2 separate regions of the Mus musculus genome follow, and region 1 is linked to region 2. A link is a contact called in public promoter capture Hi-C data. All regions are on one chromosome and are shown on one strand. Each heading gives the region's core, a stretch centred on a gene start, on an enhancer-like site or on the middle of the called end of the contact. The rest is flanking DNA. Distances are from core to core; before and after follow the strand shown. Region 1 overlaps Cald1 (caldesmon 1). Region 2 holds the start of Akr1b7 (aldo-keto reductase family 1, member B7).

Region 1 (3,718 bases), core at 987-3,486, 300 kb after region 2:
GTACACATTAAAAAGTTAAAGAAATAAAAATATTTAAAGTATTGTTTTATCCAGTGTGCCAGGGGATGTAACATTTTGATTTTCCAATAGGATAGCTTTCCTATTAATAACAGAAAGTATTTCTTTCCCCTCTTATGAGCAACATTACAGCCCATTTAAAATAATTTCCAGTGTCTGGGAGTTGTCATCTTCAGTGTTATTCTTAGATGTGCTGTGAAGCAGAGATACTCACCCCAAGCTGTGCCCACCGCCTCTTTATTGTCACCTTTACCTTCTCTAGAAGCTGGCAGTCAGATTGCTTTTCATGTCCCACTCTGGTCGACAGTAGCCCAGGGTGTCAGGGAAGCCACAGGTTAGAGTGTGTCAGAAAGAAAGGTAACGGCCCCTAGACTGTCTTCTCTTACAAAGAAAGCAGCATGTGTATTTTGTGATTCTTGCTTTGCGTTACAAATTGGATTTGTGTGTGTGTGTGTGTGCGCGCGAGCGCGCAAGAGAGAGAGAAAGAGAGAGAGAGAGAGAGAGAGAGAGAGAGAGAGAGAGAGAGAGAGAGAGGTGTAAGTGTGTGATGTGATGTAAGCCTAAGTATGAGTGTGTGATGTGTGTAAGAGTATGTGTGTGATGTGATGTGTTAAGTATGAGTGTGTGTGTGTGTGTGTGTGTGTGTGTGTGTGTGTGTGTGTGTGTGAATACTGGTGCAGGCATGGAGGTCAGAGGACAAACTTCATGAGTCATTTCTCTCCTTTTCCCTTGCTGAGGCGTGTCTCTCTGAGTTCCACTGCCTAGTGCACTCCAGGCTAGCTGGCCTGTGAACTTCCGGCCTGTTCAGTCTCTGTCTCTCATCTTGCCATAAGGGCACTAGTCTTGCAGATATGAGTCACTGCATCTAGCCTTCTGTGGGTTCCAGGGACCAAACCCGGGCTTGTGTGATAGGCACTTTTGCTGGCTTCACCGTCTCTCCAGCCCCAAAGATGGGTTTTAAGGGATTGAGCTTTCTAGGCCTCTTCTCTGGGGAGGAGTAAAATGACAGTATTCATGAAACATAGGGAAGAAAGGTATAGAATGGATAATTTTGCTTTGCAAGGATTGATCACTCAGTCAAGGCTGTTGCTGAAATGTGATTGTAGGGTTCCTGCAAGCCACCATGGAAATAGTCTTGATTCTCTGAGTCTGTCTCCCCTGTGAATGGCCGGTTCGCCATCCAGGCACCTGGTCACCACAGTGGACGCCGTTTTTTGTGACTCTTCCTCTTCCCTCTCCCCTGCCTTGGTTGGGGGATAAGGCCTCACGTTATGCTGTGTATCCAATCTTTCTTCACCCATCAAAAGTGGCTCTGTAGAGGTTGGTCCAACAAGGCAGGTACAGGCGCAGAGAGCTCAGCTCCCCGACTTGTCCCTGGCATCCCTGGCATTCCTAACTGGGTGGTGAGGATGCATTTCCCACAGGCGCACAGCTGCACGCCTCTGCTCTACTTTCCCACGTACCTTGGGGCTGAAAAGGTGGCTGTGGACTCTCTGGCCTGAAGTCCCAGCTACCATGTGGAATGGTGCTGAAGCTCCAAAACCCAATTTACAAATGAAAGTTTTGGAAAGGCTTTTCTATAAATGTAGCACTGGCTGGATTTGTTTCCAGCCCTAATTGAATTTTTAAGAGGAGTCTTTTAGAATCTGTAAACCTCCCTCACTTCCATCTATTCATTCAACAAATATTCTGAGTTTCCTGTACTAGTTAGTATGTTGTATCGGGCACTAAGAACATTGAAAAGAACAAAGCCCAGGCTCTGTCCCCAAGCTTATGTCATTCTGTAACCTCCCAAACGCTTCATAAGTAAGCTTTGCCATCACCCTTTATCTACTGCCCAAATGTGTGTGTGTGTGTGTGTGTGTGTGTGTGTGTGTGTGTGTGTGTGTGAGCGCATTCGTATGCCTCAGAGAGCCTCAATTCTGAACTAACTCCTGTAAATGACACCATGATCTCAAAAAGTCACTTCAGCCTGCTTCGACATGGCGAGGCCATGATACAGGAGATGCTAATGTCTGCTGTGTGGAAAGGTGAACAGAGACACCCACCATCCATCAAAGTATACAGAAAAACATTAAGGACAAAAACCTAGTGAAGCTGTTATTAAACAACCTTGCTTTCCCAATGAAAACTTAGTATCAGAGGAACACTTAGGGAGACCATGTGTTCTCCATAGAGCCAGGCAAGAGTCCGTATGATGCAACCTCGTAAGTGAAGTTTTCAGAGTGGTATTTGGTTGTGATGTTGTAACCAGCTTTGTAGTTAAGAAACCCAATTAGGTCATCTTCCTCCCCCTCCCCCCTTAAATATTTTTGCTGGTTGTAGAAATCAAAAAAGCAACTAGGTGGTCGTTGGGTTGTTAAGTTCTGAGCAGATTTGTGAAGGGCACACTTTGCCTGATGCTACGTTTTACACCACAAGTTTGATCAACATCAATTTCCTCTGTGTTTAAGGCCACGTTTTATTAAAGGCAACTTACGTTAAACAAAATTGTTTGGTAAGGGCAGTTTAAAACAATAAACTTGTAGATAAAATAGGCTATGTTTTTCTCATCGGTCTTTCACATTTCCTTCCTAATTTATTATCAACCTCATCACATACAGATGCTGATTAAAATGAATGTGTCCTTCAACCTGTGCTGGGTTCCTGTTTAGACTCTAAGTAACTCTGGACATCTCCTCCTTCCAAGCCACGTCTGCCGGCTTTATTTAATTCTCTCTGTGTTTTCCCTTCCCATGGCTGCTTACTGATTGTGTACTTCAGTGTTTTCTTTGACAAAAATGCCCGAGCTGATGAACTTCTTTTGTTTGGGTCCATTGATGCAGAGGTGTTGGTCTCTGATCATTTGGCCTTATGACTTTGGGCCTTTTTTGTGGTGTAGCATCATGGCACAAGTGTGTGGTGGAAGACACGGTCTACAGACTTGGTTTCTGGGAAACAAAAAGACACAAAAAGGCCAGTTCATAGACATTCTCCTGCTAACTTCTTCTAAGTGGGACCCACTTATTAACAGTAGTGCCCCCTCCACACTACAGTATAGCAAGCCTGGGGACCAAGTCTGTAACCCGGGGCTGGTGAGTAGACTGCTTCACTCTCCTTTTCTAGAGTTTCATCCTCCACATGGTTTTGTCCTTCATTTTGAAAGTCTCAGACGAAGGTTAAGATAACAGCCAAGTACGAATGGTCTCCCCATCCTTCAGAGAAGACCATGCACTGGCCGCTTTAGCATGTTAGGAAGGGAAACACTGTATGCATACAGCAGTGGATTCTACCGAAGGCAGCAAGCAAATCACACCCCTGTGGGGTTTCCAGGGGAAGAGAATGAAGTGACCACTATTAATCACTGAGTGAATGATGGTTTAAAGTGTCTCCACACAAGCCCATGTGTTGTACACTTGGTCCCCAGCTGATGGTTGCTGTTTTGTAGGATTACGGAAGCTTGAGGAGGTGGCGTCTAACAGGTCACCAGGCAGGGGGCTGGGGTTGGGGTCCAGGTTTTAGAGGATAGATCCTTGTCCTGGTAGTTTCCAGTTGCTCTCTGCTTCCTGTCCACCACAAGGTGATGTGTAGAACGGCCTTTTCTAGCTCTCACCGCCATGATGTTTTGATGGAACACACGTAGCCAAGCAACCGTGTGCAGAAGACAGTGTGAGTCAGAAGTTACACTTCTTCCCTGAAGGCTACAGCCATAAGAAAAATA
Region 2 (3,715 bases), core at 1,106-3,605:
GAATTTGGTTGACACCCATATTAGTGTTCACAAGAGCCTATCACTTCAGTTCTAGGGGAACTGTCACACTCTTGAAGGTTCCATAGGCACCTGCACTCATGAACATATGCACACACTCATAATTTAAAAACAAATCTTAAGAGATCAAACAAGAAACCCACAAATCAAAACAACAGCAGTTACATGGGTCATATTGTCAGTAGGTAAATGGGTGATAGAAAAGCAGAGAGCTCTCCCCCACAGGACTCAGACGTTCCTACATCTTCAGGTGATGATTGGAGCCTAGCGATGTGTCCAGTCTAGAGATACATTCCAAAAGTCTTATCGGAAGTTCATGAAGACGTCAGAGTAGATAAGAAGACTGTAAACGGGGCTCTGTGTTGTCTAGCATTTCCTCTACCTACAATCTCGATGTTCTAGTCAGCCATGGCAAAGTAGTCTGCAGGATCTTTAGTACTGATAAAGCTTCAACCTAGTTCACTTCCTGACCCTGTCTCCTTCTGTATTTCATTTTACTCCCATTTATTTCTGGATTGAAATATATGCATTTAGGATCTTCTCTTTCCATGTGTCAGTGGGATTTCAGAGAGGGGAACATGTAGAGACGTCACAGTGTGAGATGGAGCTTGGCTATGATTTCTACCTGATCTTTAGCTTTCTTGCCTAGTTATCTGGTCTTTGATGGGGTGAGCCCTGTGTGTAGGCTTCAGAGATGTCCATATGACTATCCAGTCTCTAGCCACAGAGCCTACTCCCTGAGTCCAATTTACCTGACTGTGACAAGTGTATGCCAGTACATGACATTGTTTTACAATTCTAACTACGTGGTGGCTAGCTGGTGCTCTTCTTTCAGCTAGATTCTACAGCACATGTAGACTATCCCATGTGCGAAGACTCAAGAAATACAGAGGGAACCCTCTGCACATACTGGGGCAGTAATTGTCAGTGTCCTGGGATATGGAACTTCTATGAAATACCTACAATGGTACACTTAGGGATATTACTCATTCCTATTATAAACCAATCGAAAACAAACTAAATATTTAAGAATAGTGGAAATGACCAAATAAATGTTGACAAAATAAAATCTTTTGCAACCATTAAAATGTATGTGGTAAAAGTAATTTTAAAATGGTGTTTTAGGGCTGGAAAGAAGGCTTAGCGGTTAAAAGAACATGCTGCTCTAACCGAGGACCCATGTTCAATTCCCACACCCAGTGGCTCACAACCACCTATAGCCTCCAGGGGATCTGATGTCCTGGGATGGCCTCCACAGGGCTGCACACGCGTGCATGGGCACATGCAAAAGTAAGAAACAAAACCAAAACATGAAGTCAAAGTGACTTGTTGTAGATGTTTAGAAAGTTTGTTTTATGAAGTTAGCTTCCAAAAATATATGTATAGTATGTAAGAACTAAGACATATATACTCAGAGACATTATTAATAAAACACATATGCAAAGACAGAAGAAAACAGCACTGCGAATGGCAGTTTAGGTGATGGGGATATTCTGCTTCAGGTTCTCACCCTTATAAACCATCCTTGCGTTTCACAGTTGAGTACATGACATTTCATAGTCACAAAAGATTGTTTTCAAATCAGGCACAGTTTTTTTTTTTTTTTAATGTCGTTATAAAACACAATTGGTCAAATCCCTAAATCTGAAAGAAAAGAAAAGGAAGAAGAAGAAGAAAAGTAGGCAACGAGGAAGAAAGGAAAAACAAAGGAAGGAGAAAGAGAATTTCATTAGGAAAGAACCTGTCCCAGTGGCTAGCAGGTCATTTTCATCCTCAGGGAATCTTCTTGCCTTGCAATCTGACAGAAAACGCACAGATACAGGCATTTCTAGAAAGGTGTCCATGACCTACATTTAAAAAAAAAAAAAATCTTTCCACAAGGTCACCTGCCAGTTTCCTCTGTAACAGACATCCCTTAGTTTTGTGGCCAAGGACAGTTATTTCAAAGTAGTTACTGTAAAAGATGTCTCATTTTTCCTCGACATTTTTATTTGCCTCAAACTGCATGAGCACCCACGCAGTTCACTAGCGTTATATCCACTCCCAGGGCAATGACCCTTCCCAAATAAACTTACCAGTTCATCTTGGATGACCTTTCAACCATGTCACTTAGGTTCACAAACCTCTGATCCGCATACCCAATAAAGCATGCATTCTGCCCAGATAGCCTTTGCACTGTGCTGACTTTAATCTTTGTTTACGATGATCAGTGTGGCACAAGATTGACATGAAGTTCCTGTTCTCATGCCCCAACCCTTGGCTGTGGCTGCTTGCCAATGTGGTAAGAGCCCGCCTCCTTTATCCAGGACATAAAAATGTCACCAGCCTCCTTGTAGAGAAAGCAGGCATTTCATCTGCTCACTCAGAGAACTCTCTGCAGCAACCATGGCCACCTTCGTGGAACTCAGTACCAAAGCCAAGATGCCCCTTGTGGGCCTGGGCACCTGGAAGGTGAGTGTGCAGTCTTGGGACACCTGCTGCCTTTGAGGGGAGGTCTGGACATTTTCTTTTCTGTGCAGAGCATCTATCTGCCTTGGGTTTGATAAGGCCAGCATTATCACCTGTTGTCAGCTGCTTTGGGTTGCAGATGAGCCTTTCCCAGAAATGACAATAGCTTCCTTGGCGAATATCAGGTTTAAATTTGTACAATTTTTCAGGGAGAAAACTGTTTTCAGGGAAGTTTTCTCTTAGAAAGCCTTTCCTTGGGACTCTGAGGGTCTCTGTTGGTTTGTTACTGGCTGAGTGACTGAGAGAGAGTATAGAGTTCTTAATGACCCCACTCTTATGATGCAAGACTATGCCAACATCTGAGTGGCCTGGGAGCTTGTGGGAAAGGCAGAGGACAACTGGACTGGCCCAGGCAGTTTACAAAATCTCCATGTGATTCCCCCACACCTTAAGACCCATGCAGCATGAGAGCCACAGAATTGGAGTCAGCTCAAAGTCTGCCCTGGCTGTGTTAATCTCTACTGGCAAGTTGCTCTGTGGCCCATCCCAGTACCCAGTGAAACAGATTTCTCACGAAATCTTGGGACAAGTCTGACATTGGTCCATCTTCTTCTAACTCTGCCTTCTTTGCTGTTTCTATTACTGACAACATGAGAGTAGCCAGCTTGTTAACCAGGAGCTGTTTTTAGTTTTGATTTTGATTTCTTGAGACAGGGTTTCTCTCTCTCTAACCTAAAATGACCTTGATCAAATTTGGAGTAATCCTCCTGCCTCAGCTTCTTGAATACTGGGATTATAGGTGTGAGCCTTCATCCTTGGCTCAGGAGTAGTTTGGGAACCCATCTGTCTTAGTTAGGGTTTTACTGCTGTGAATAGACACCACGACCAAGGCAAGTCTTATAAAAAACAACATTTAATTGGGGCTGGCTTACAGGTTCAGAGGTTTAGTCCATTATCATCAAGGTGGGAGCATGGCAGTATCCAGGCAGGCATGGCACAGGCAGAGCTGAGAGTTCTATGTTTTCATCCAAAGGCTGCTAGTGGAAGACTGACTTCCTGGCAACTGGGGTGAGAGTCTTAAGTCCACACCCACAGTGACACACCTACTCCAACCAGGCCACACCTCCAGACGGTGCCACTCCCTGCTCCAAGAATATACAAACCATCACACCATCTGTCCTGTGTCCAAGACTCATTTCCAGTCTTCCTCTGTTTCTCTTTTCTTTACACAGAGGGTAGGTTCTCTCTT

What was found. Promoter capture Hi-C pulls out the DNA fragments that hold promoters and counts their contacts.
Region 1: a contact with region 2 is called in a promoter capture Hi-C map of liver, with 2.0 times the contacts expected there. The contact joins the enhancer-like site here to the promoter of Akr1b7 in region 2. A contact is called at or near these places in 3 of 39 promoter capture datasets (cranial neural crest, embryonic stem cells and liver), 1 of 484 Hi-C or Micro-C datasets (liver) and 1 of 115 datasets of contacts at active chromatin or transcription factors (embryonic stem cells).

Annotation. Positions count from the first base shown.
Region 1 is chr6:34,712,570-34,716,287 of GRCm38.p6, forward strand. The region is part of intron 3 of Cald1 (caldesmon 1); the gene reads left to right. It overlaps Gm38787 (a long non-coding RNA gene), which reads right to left. Exons shown (of 3, transcript XR_868972.2): 2 at 272-3,718. Among named protein-coding and RNA genes, the nearest start is that of Gm38787, 18 kb to the right of the region's middle. Within about 2 kb of position 2,237, at least 59 of the 459 cell types and tissues checked have an H3K27ac peak or open chromatin away from gene starts, as enhancers often do. A contact at or near this core is called in liver, where this site is marked.
Region 2 is chr6:34,410,007-34,413,721 of GRCm38.p6, forward strand. Akr1b7 (aldo-keto reductase family 1, member B7) reads left to right here and starts at 2,356. Exons shown (of 10, transcript NM_009731.2): 1 at 2,356-2,469. The coding sequence starts at 2,404.